2 separate regions of the Mus musculus genome follow, and region 1 is linked to region 2. Evidence: chromatin contacts called from public HiChIP or PLAC-seq data. All regions are on one chromosome and are shown on one strand. Each heading gives the region's core, a stretch centred on a gene start, on an enhancer-like site or on the middle of the called end of the contact. The rest is flanking DNA. Distances are from core to core; before and after follow the strand shown.

Region 1 (3,872 bases), core at 1,074-3,573, 830 kb after region 2:
CCCTCACTTAGGGGTCTTCTACAAGGTCAACATATGTTCTTATCTACTGAGCCATCTCTAGCTCTTTAACATTTTTTAATAAAACTACTTTTAGGGGTCTTTTAATATAATTTTGGAACCAAGTATAATAAAAAAAACCCATTTACAATAATGACAACAGAAATGTGGAGGTATTACAAGTTGATTATCTCAGCTTGTCCTTTGTCTTTCCATGTTTTCTATAATCTAGTTCCTCTACCTCTGCTATAGCTGGGAAAGCTAAGTAACTCCACATAGCGAGTAGGAGGGAAGAGAGACCCTGCAGCAAAGGCTAACCATCATTAGCATGACACAATCAGCACTTTTCTAGTTAAACCTTGAATTCTCAAACCTTGAGTTCTTTAAACCTTGAGTTGGCCTTATTTTTTTAATGAATTAATTTACATCCCAAATGTTGCCCCTTCCTTGTCTCCCTCACAGTCCCTTCCTCATAACCCTTCTTCTTTGAAAGGGAGAGGTGTCTCCTGGGTATTCCCCCACCTGGCAGGCACATCAAGTCTCTGCGGGGTTAGGCGCATCCTCTCCAACTATGAAGTTGGATTTATAATCCAGAATACAAGCTCAAGAGAATAGGCCAGCTATTGCTCTGTACTAAATTACTGCCTACAATCAACTTCCAATAGACTACTTGCCACAGAAAACAAATATATATATATATATATATATATATATATATATATATATAAAACAAATAAAAAGCATTTCTCATTAAATCAACACAAATCTAATTCTCTATTGTTCAAAACTTACTTCATTTCTGGCAGGTGTATCTGAAAAGTGCAACTGACCCAGGAAGAGAACACTCACAACATAATGCTTAATATTCTTCAATGCACATTGTAAATTCTTTTCTAGAAGGCTAGCTTTTAGTATGACTGGCTGATTGGCCCTGTTTTGCTGTTCCTCCTTGCTGTGATGTTTGCCTCTGTGGAGCTATGTAGATGTTCATCTGAGTTTGCAGCCTGAGCCAGGTCATCTGGGTGAGCTGCCTCTGCCTGCAGGCCCCACTTTTCTCAGGACACCACCCTGATGGCCCTTTTCTACCTCACCTGACATTCGTTTCTCCTTAGGATTCTCATCCAATGCATTTTAGTTAAATATGAAACAAAAAAGACAGTCATGAACATGACTCAAGTTCATCCCTAAGTTCATGAAGAGTTGTATCTAAACAAGAAATTGCCTTTTATGTAAAATGACAATCTCCTTCTCTCTCCTTCCTTCTTATCCCCACCTCTTCAGTGTGCGTGTGCGTGTGCGTGTGCGTGTGCGTGTGTGTGTGTGTGTGTGTGTGTGTGTGTTTTGGTGATTGAAACATTGGACCTCATAGATTCTAGGCAAGGGCTCTACCACTGAGCTACACTCTCAGACGCTCTTTTGGTTTTTAAATGTTATTATTAGCTCATAAAGCAGAAGCCTATGTATGACAAGCCTGGTATATTAAGCAACATTAAGAATATCTATCCTCTTGGTCTGGTTGTATAACTCAGTGAGTTAAGATACTTGCCACTGGGTCAGATCCTGATCTGACTTCAGTTCTCAGGCCCCATTGAAAGGTTAGAACTGACTCTGGCAAGTAGTCCTGTGGTCTATAGACAGTGCACGGGCAGGCATGCTTGTGAGAGTGCATGTGTGTGCGCATGCGCACACACACACACACACATCACACACACCACACAGACACACATCACATACACACACCACATAACACACACACACACACACACACACACACACACACACACACACACACACCCCACAGTTCATTAGTTAGGAAATATAACTTGTTTTATGAAAGAATTATTTTTCTTCTTGAGTTTTATATTTTCTCTGGATTTTGAACATTTTGGTATTGAGTAATTATAACAGCTCATGTTAACTGCAGATTTACTTCATAAAATATTTCAAATTTATGTCATACTTGGTATTAAGAATAATGTTATATCATATATAGTATTTCCTCCTATCTATGGCTGAGAACAAAGTGTTGAAAGATTCATTTATTAACTCTTGTTTTTATTCAGTAGATATGCCTTGAACTTTTATGCCATTCTGAGCTCCCGGGAAAAAGAAAGTTACAGGAGATAAACGTTTTCCGGCCTCATATAATTTATGTTGAATGGCAGAGTTAGCAATAAGTAAAAAACTGTTTTACTAATTTTAAGAAAGGAAATATACATGCATGTTTTGCATTAAGGAGGGCTGAGAGTGTTATGTGGGGCGTCACTGGAAAGTCAGGTGACCCTCGAATCTTCTGTGCTCTGAGCTAATGCACGGGCCGCACTGCATACTTTTCATTAACAAGAAGTTGCCCAATAGATGAAACCACACTCATTTCCCCTAAGCCTCACACCCCTCCTGCGCCTGGATGCAGTGTCAGGGTAACAGGCTGCTGCTTCCCACCAGACTCTCACACCACAGAGATGCCTTCAGCTACTTAAATCCTTCACACTGAGAAGAGAAAGGACTCTCGCTGGCCCCTCAAGTGTGAAAGTTTGATTCAGCCCGCGCTGCTAAAATCTCTATCAGTTATAACGTAAATGCAATTTAATGAGATTTCCTGCATCACTACTTCATTTTGTAAAAGATTAAGCACCTTTCACATGAGAAGAATATTTTGACGATATTTGCTGGAGACGAAGAGAAGGAAAGTGACTTGTGTGGGCATGTCTATGGTGAAGCTGTAAAGTCGGAGACTAACCAGGGTTGCCGCTTGCAAAGGCCATTTGTTCTTTCTCCTCAGAGCAGTAAAAGCAGCTGAGAAAATGGGAGTCCGGCATTTCTAGAGGGTTGTCATAGCGACAGGAGTTTGGTACAATACTGTCTATTTACTCGTCCCGACTCTTGGTTACCTCCCTCGTGACCCCGTGGAGCCTGAGGTAATGCATTCTGCACGGTAGCTGGGGTCTGAGGAGGTTCTAAGAACTTGCGGACAATTATGCATTGTGTTTCATTATTCATCACAGTGGGGTAACGTGAATCCCTCTGATGTCCACTGCAGGCTGATCTGAGGCCCCTGTTCACAAGGGAAGTCATGAGGAACGTGTATGCTGTTTTCAAAGCCTTCCCTACCTCCACCATTCTCCTTCGACTCGACAGGAATAATGTGTTTATGATGAGAAACGACTGTCCTGCTTTCTAGAGCTTGACTCTGTTCCAGACCATTGCTTTTTGTACACAAAGTGCCTCCCGCTATCAGAGAGTGGAGATATTTGCTCTGGACTACTTTATCATCTTCAAACCGTCACTGGCAGAAATGTGTGTGTGAGGTCAGCGCATTCATTCCACCAGCACCAGAAGCTAGCGCGTATCTGCGGCTGTAAATAAACAAGGGGCACGATGTTAGAAAAAAAAATGTTGGGGTTCTGACCTGCGCAAAGTCGACTGGAATGTTTCCCTAGTATTTATCCTCTGCTTTTCCAAGCTTTGTATAAACATGAATTTCCAGAATTTTTTAAGAACTGACGCTGATGAAAAAAATTCAGTCTTCTAATGAGTTTGTAAAACACATCAGATTTAATTGTTGAATACTATAAAAACAACAACAACAACAATAACAACAACAATGTGAACAGAAAGAAAAGGTGCATGTGCGTATTGAAGCAGCTTCAAAAAGAACTTTTCATTTTTTTTGTTATTTTTCATCATCAATACTAGAACAAAGACATATTTTATATGCATATTTAAAGAGTTGAAGTAGACGCTTACACTGCAAGAAGCTTAAATTCCAGACTTACTCAAAAGATGAGGAGTGTTGGATGTAAGATATGAATACCAAAGATTCTGGAACAGTCCAAGGCCCTGCTGACATTTTCTTGGTAAAGGAGGAAGATTGA
Region 2 (3,690 bases), core at 633-3,132:
TGTTATGAAGCTGGTTTTCTTGAGAAAGACTCATAACTGTTCAAAATGAAAATAAAAACTCATATTCAGTAACTCAGTTCAAGCTTAAAGACTACTCTAAAAGAATCAATGCAAATGGTCAAAGATTGTAAATTATAAATTTCTTGATTTTGAATTAGGGGTTTACATATCATACATGTGTGTCATACATTAAACAGATGCCCCCGGGGGCTGGAGAGATGGCTCAGTGGTGAAAGGCATTGACTGCTTTTCCAGAGGCCCTGAGTTCGATTCCCAGCAACCACATGGTGGCTCACAACCATCTGGAATAGGATCTGATGCCCTCTTCTCGTGTGTCTGAAGACAGCTACATAAATAATACATATATACATACATACATACATACATACATACATACATACATAATTAAAAAATAAAACAGATGCCCCCATCGATTCTCCTCATGAGTGACTATTACAATTTCTAACTTTACTAAATTCAACCCTAAATTGAACCTTTAAACTCACCTTTGACCTATTGTAGCATCTTTGACATTATGCTGTGATAGGCAAGAAAAACTGTTAAGAAAAATCTGAAATTAGAGGCTACAATACAGTTGATGTATTTGTTTAGGGCAGTTAAGCACCTATAAAGCAGGTGAGTATATCTAAGGCCTACAAACCTAGTTAAAATATCATTACTCTTTCATTAAAATGTGGTTAGAAAATTGGTGTGTCCGAAGCAAAAAAGCATGTCGTGTTTGACAGAACCTTTAGCAACCTGGAAACCCTTCTCAGAATAGTGATTTATTTAGTTCACAGAGTTATAAATAAGAAAGCAAAGATGAGCTTGAACTTAACACGTTTGCCTGGCTAGTTATCATCCTGAAGTCAAAAAGAGAAAGCCAGCCATCACCTGCTAGGACACGTTAAAGTATCATGATGACACCCTGTTTTTTTCATTCCCTGAGAAACTTTGTCTCCTAAAATTTACAGACTTAATTTTTTTTTTTTTCCTTTTGGAAAATACATCAGCAAGGACGAAACAGCTAGAACCTTTGGCAGAGGAATCTCTGAGAATATCAGCCTCACACTACAACCCAGATAGGTCCAAAACTTTTGATAAAGGGTTTCTGGATCTGACATTTCTATCTCTTCTTGAGCTTCAGAGTTGGCAAGCAAAAAGGATCCCGTGTTCGCTTTGTAGTTCAGACCTCATGCAGCTCCTATGTGCATACACATAGTGGGTTTGCTAGGAGATCTCCAAAATACTGCCTGTTCCAGTCTCATCTCCAGCGTACGTGAGTGATCTTGGTTGCCATCACTCAGTGCAGTGGCCTGAACAGCCTGATTCCGTATGGCGTGATGCTCTTAGCAATCTTACACTTACTGGACAAAGGAGGACCGGAGGATAAATGGATTAAACCTAGCTCTATTGGTCGGTCTTAAGCTTTGAAGAGTCACGGATAATACTAAGTGTGGCAGAGGACAGAACCGGAGCAGAGCAGTCCAAGTCTGGTGATGCCGATGGCAGCACGGAAAGCATATTGTCATTGCTGATCTTTGCAACATTCTCAGAGAGGCCAGGAGAGGGCAATCATTTCCTGTAATGTCCTCATTTTTTAATTCCGCTGAGCACCCAGTGTCTCCAAGCAGAAGATTTGTGTTGGAGACTGGCCTGGGCCATGTGGGTCAAGAAAGTTCATAAGTGTTTTATTGTTGTTACGGTTTGGCTGGTGATGGCTGCGGGGAGGGCAGAAAGCACCTTTGCGCTAGAGGCATAGCACACATCCACCAGGCTGGAGTGAGTTTTGCAGTACCAGTCTCACCCTTCCGGGAGGACAGGGCTTTTTAGCGTCCAGCGCACGCGCGCTGGAACAGAGGCGCCCCGCCCCGGCCGGGACAGGGGAGGCGTCACGCGCCCGGAGGTCACACGGCCAAGCCGGCGCTGGTGCTTGGCTGGCTCCTCGCGGCGGCGCGCACGCAAGGCCGACGCCGGGGCCCCGGAGCCTCCGGGATCTCAGGGAGCCGCGGATGCTGCGCGGGGGGCCATGTGGAGCGCACTGGCGCCCGGCGCTCGCGCTGGCGCTGCTCGGGCTGGCGACGATTCTGGGCGCGTCCCCGACGTCTGGGCAACGCTGGCCGGTGCCCTACAAGTGAGTGAGACGGAGCGGGGCGGGGAGGGGACTTGGAGAGGGCGGATCCGATACCTTAGCGCGCCCGGGGACGCAGGGCACAGGGCGGGCGACACTAAGAGCATAGTTCCTAAATAGTTGGCAACTCGGGGATCCTCACCGGTTCTGGGCAGTTCAGAGTCCTGGGAGGAATGGAGAGTGACATCACTGCACGGAGTGACTTTTAGGTGCTACTGACTTGGAGAGCAGGTTAAAATGTTTTAAACACTGCAATTATTTCATGCCTTATCGTTAGCTGCCATTGCATAACATTTGGGGAGAATTTACAGGGAGCCTGCTTGCTCCCCTGTGTCCTTACTGAGCTAAATGGGGAATTTAGCTGACTGACCCGGGGAATTTCCTCCCTAGGCTAGTCAGGATCACCTTGTTGGTCCACTTCAACCTGGAGGGTAGGTAGGGCTCCGGACCTGAGGAGGTGATCGCAGTCTTTGACTTAGCTAAGTTTTGACAGCCTGTGGGGAATTGCGAAACAAGAAGCGCTCGGTCTTCGGGGTTGCGGGGGACAGGGGTGGGTGGAGTGGTGGCTGGCGTGGGCATAGTGAAGTGGAAAGAGATGCAGCTTTTGAAAGCATATGTTTTGCATAACAGAATGAGGGGCGGGGGGGTTCATGGCATGATGCATGTTCCTCTAAGGAGTTCTTAGTTCTGAAGGCTGCAGACCAAATCTGGTCCCATTTGCTCATCCTCTGTGCGGTCTTAGGGAATTTAACTCAGAATCTTCATGCTCACATACCCTGGACAGAAAACAGGAAATGATAGTAGCCCTCGCATTTCTGGTGAAAACCAGCAGTTGCCAAACTTAAATATTCATGTGTTCTGTTCATGAATTGGTTCTTCTAAATATATATGAGAGAAAAAAAAGTTTAGGGTTGAGGTTGGTTTTCATGAAAATATTCACAAGAAAAAAAAAACCTTAAATACCCAATAAAACAAGAAAGAGATTGTAAATCTCAAAGTATTTTATCTAATACCAGGAGACGGAGGCTGACTGGTCTTTTGACTCTAAAGAAGCCCCGATTGACATTCCCACCTGACAACTGGTATATAGCTGTAAGTTAGATCAGGTTTTGTCCCCGTGTTAAGATTGTTAGAAGAGCAATTCTGAGGATGGTTCTCTTTCTCACCAGGCGCTTCTCTTTCCGTCCGAAGACAGATCCCTACTGTCAAGCTAAGTATACTTTCTGTCCTACCGGCTCGCCCATCCCAGTTATGAAGGACAATGACGTCATCGAGGTCTTACGACTACAAGCCCCGATTTGGGAATTTAAATATGGAGACCTCCTGGGACACTTTGTAAGAATGCATCTTGATCTTGTAGCTTTACTTAAGTAATTCAGCTATTACTTTGACTTAAATGAGTAGTCAAATGGTTACTAGGTCATATTAATTGATAACTTTGTATGTGCGGGTTATGTGTGTGTGTGTGCACCTGTTCACAAGCATCAAGTGGCTGGAGGCTGCTGGGTGTCACTCATCATATCATTCCCTTAGGACAGGGTCCCTCACTGAACCTGAAG

Evidence for each region. HiChIP or PLAC-seq counts read pairs in DNA pulled down with a chosen protein or histone mark.
Region 1: a contact with region 2 is called in an H3K4me3 HiChIP or PLAC-seq map of bone marrow-derived macrophages, with 5 times the contacts expected there. The contact joins the promoter of 4930518C04Rik here to the promoter of Cln5 in region 2.

Annotation. Positions count from the first base shown.
Region 1 is chr14:103,896,444-103,900,315 of GRCm38.p6, forward strand. It overlaps 4930518C04Rik (a long non-coding RNA gene), which reads left to right and starts at 2,324. Exons shown (of 2, transcript XR_383716.3): 1 at 2,324-2,915; 2 at 3,038-3,872.
Region 2 is chr14:103,068,334-103,072,023 of GRCm38.p6, forward strand. It overlaps Cln5 (ceroid-lipofuscinosis, neuronal 5), which reads left to right and starts at 1,883. Exons shown (of 4, transcript NM_001033242.1): 1 at 1,883-2,134; 2 at 3,301-3,466. The coding sequence starts at 2,013.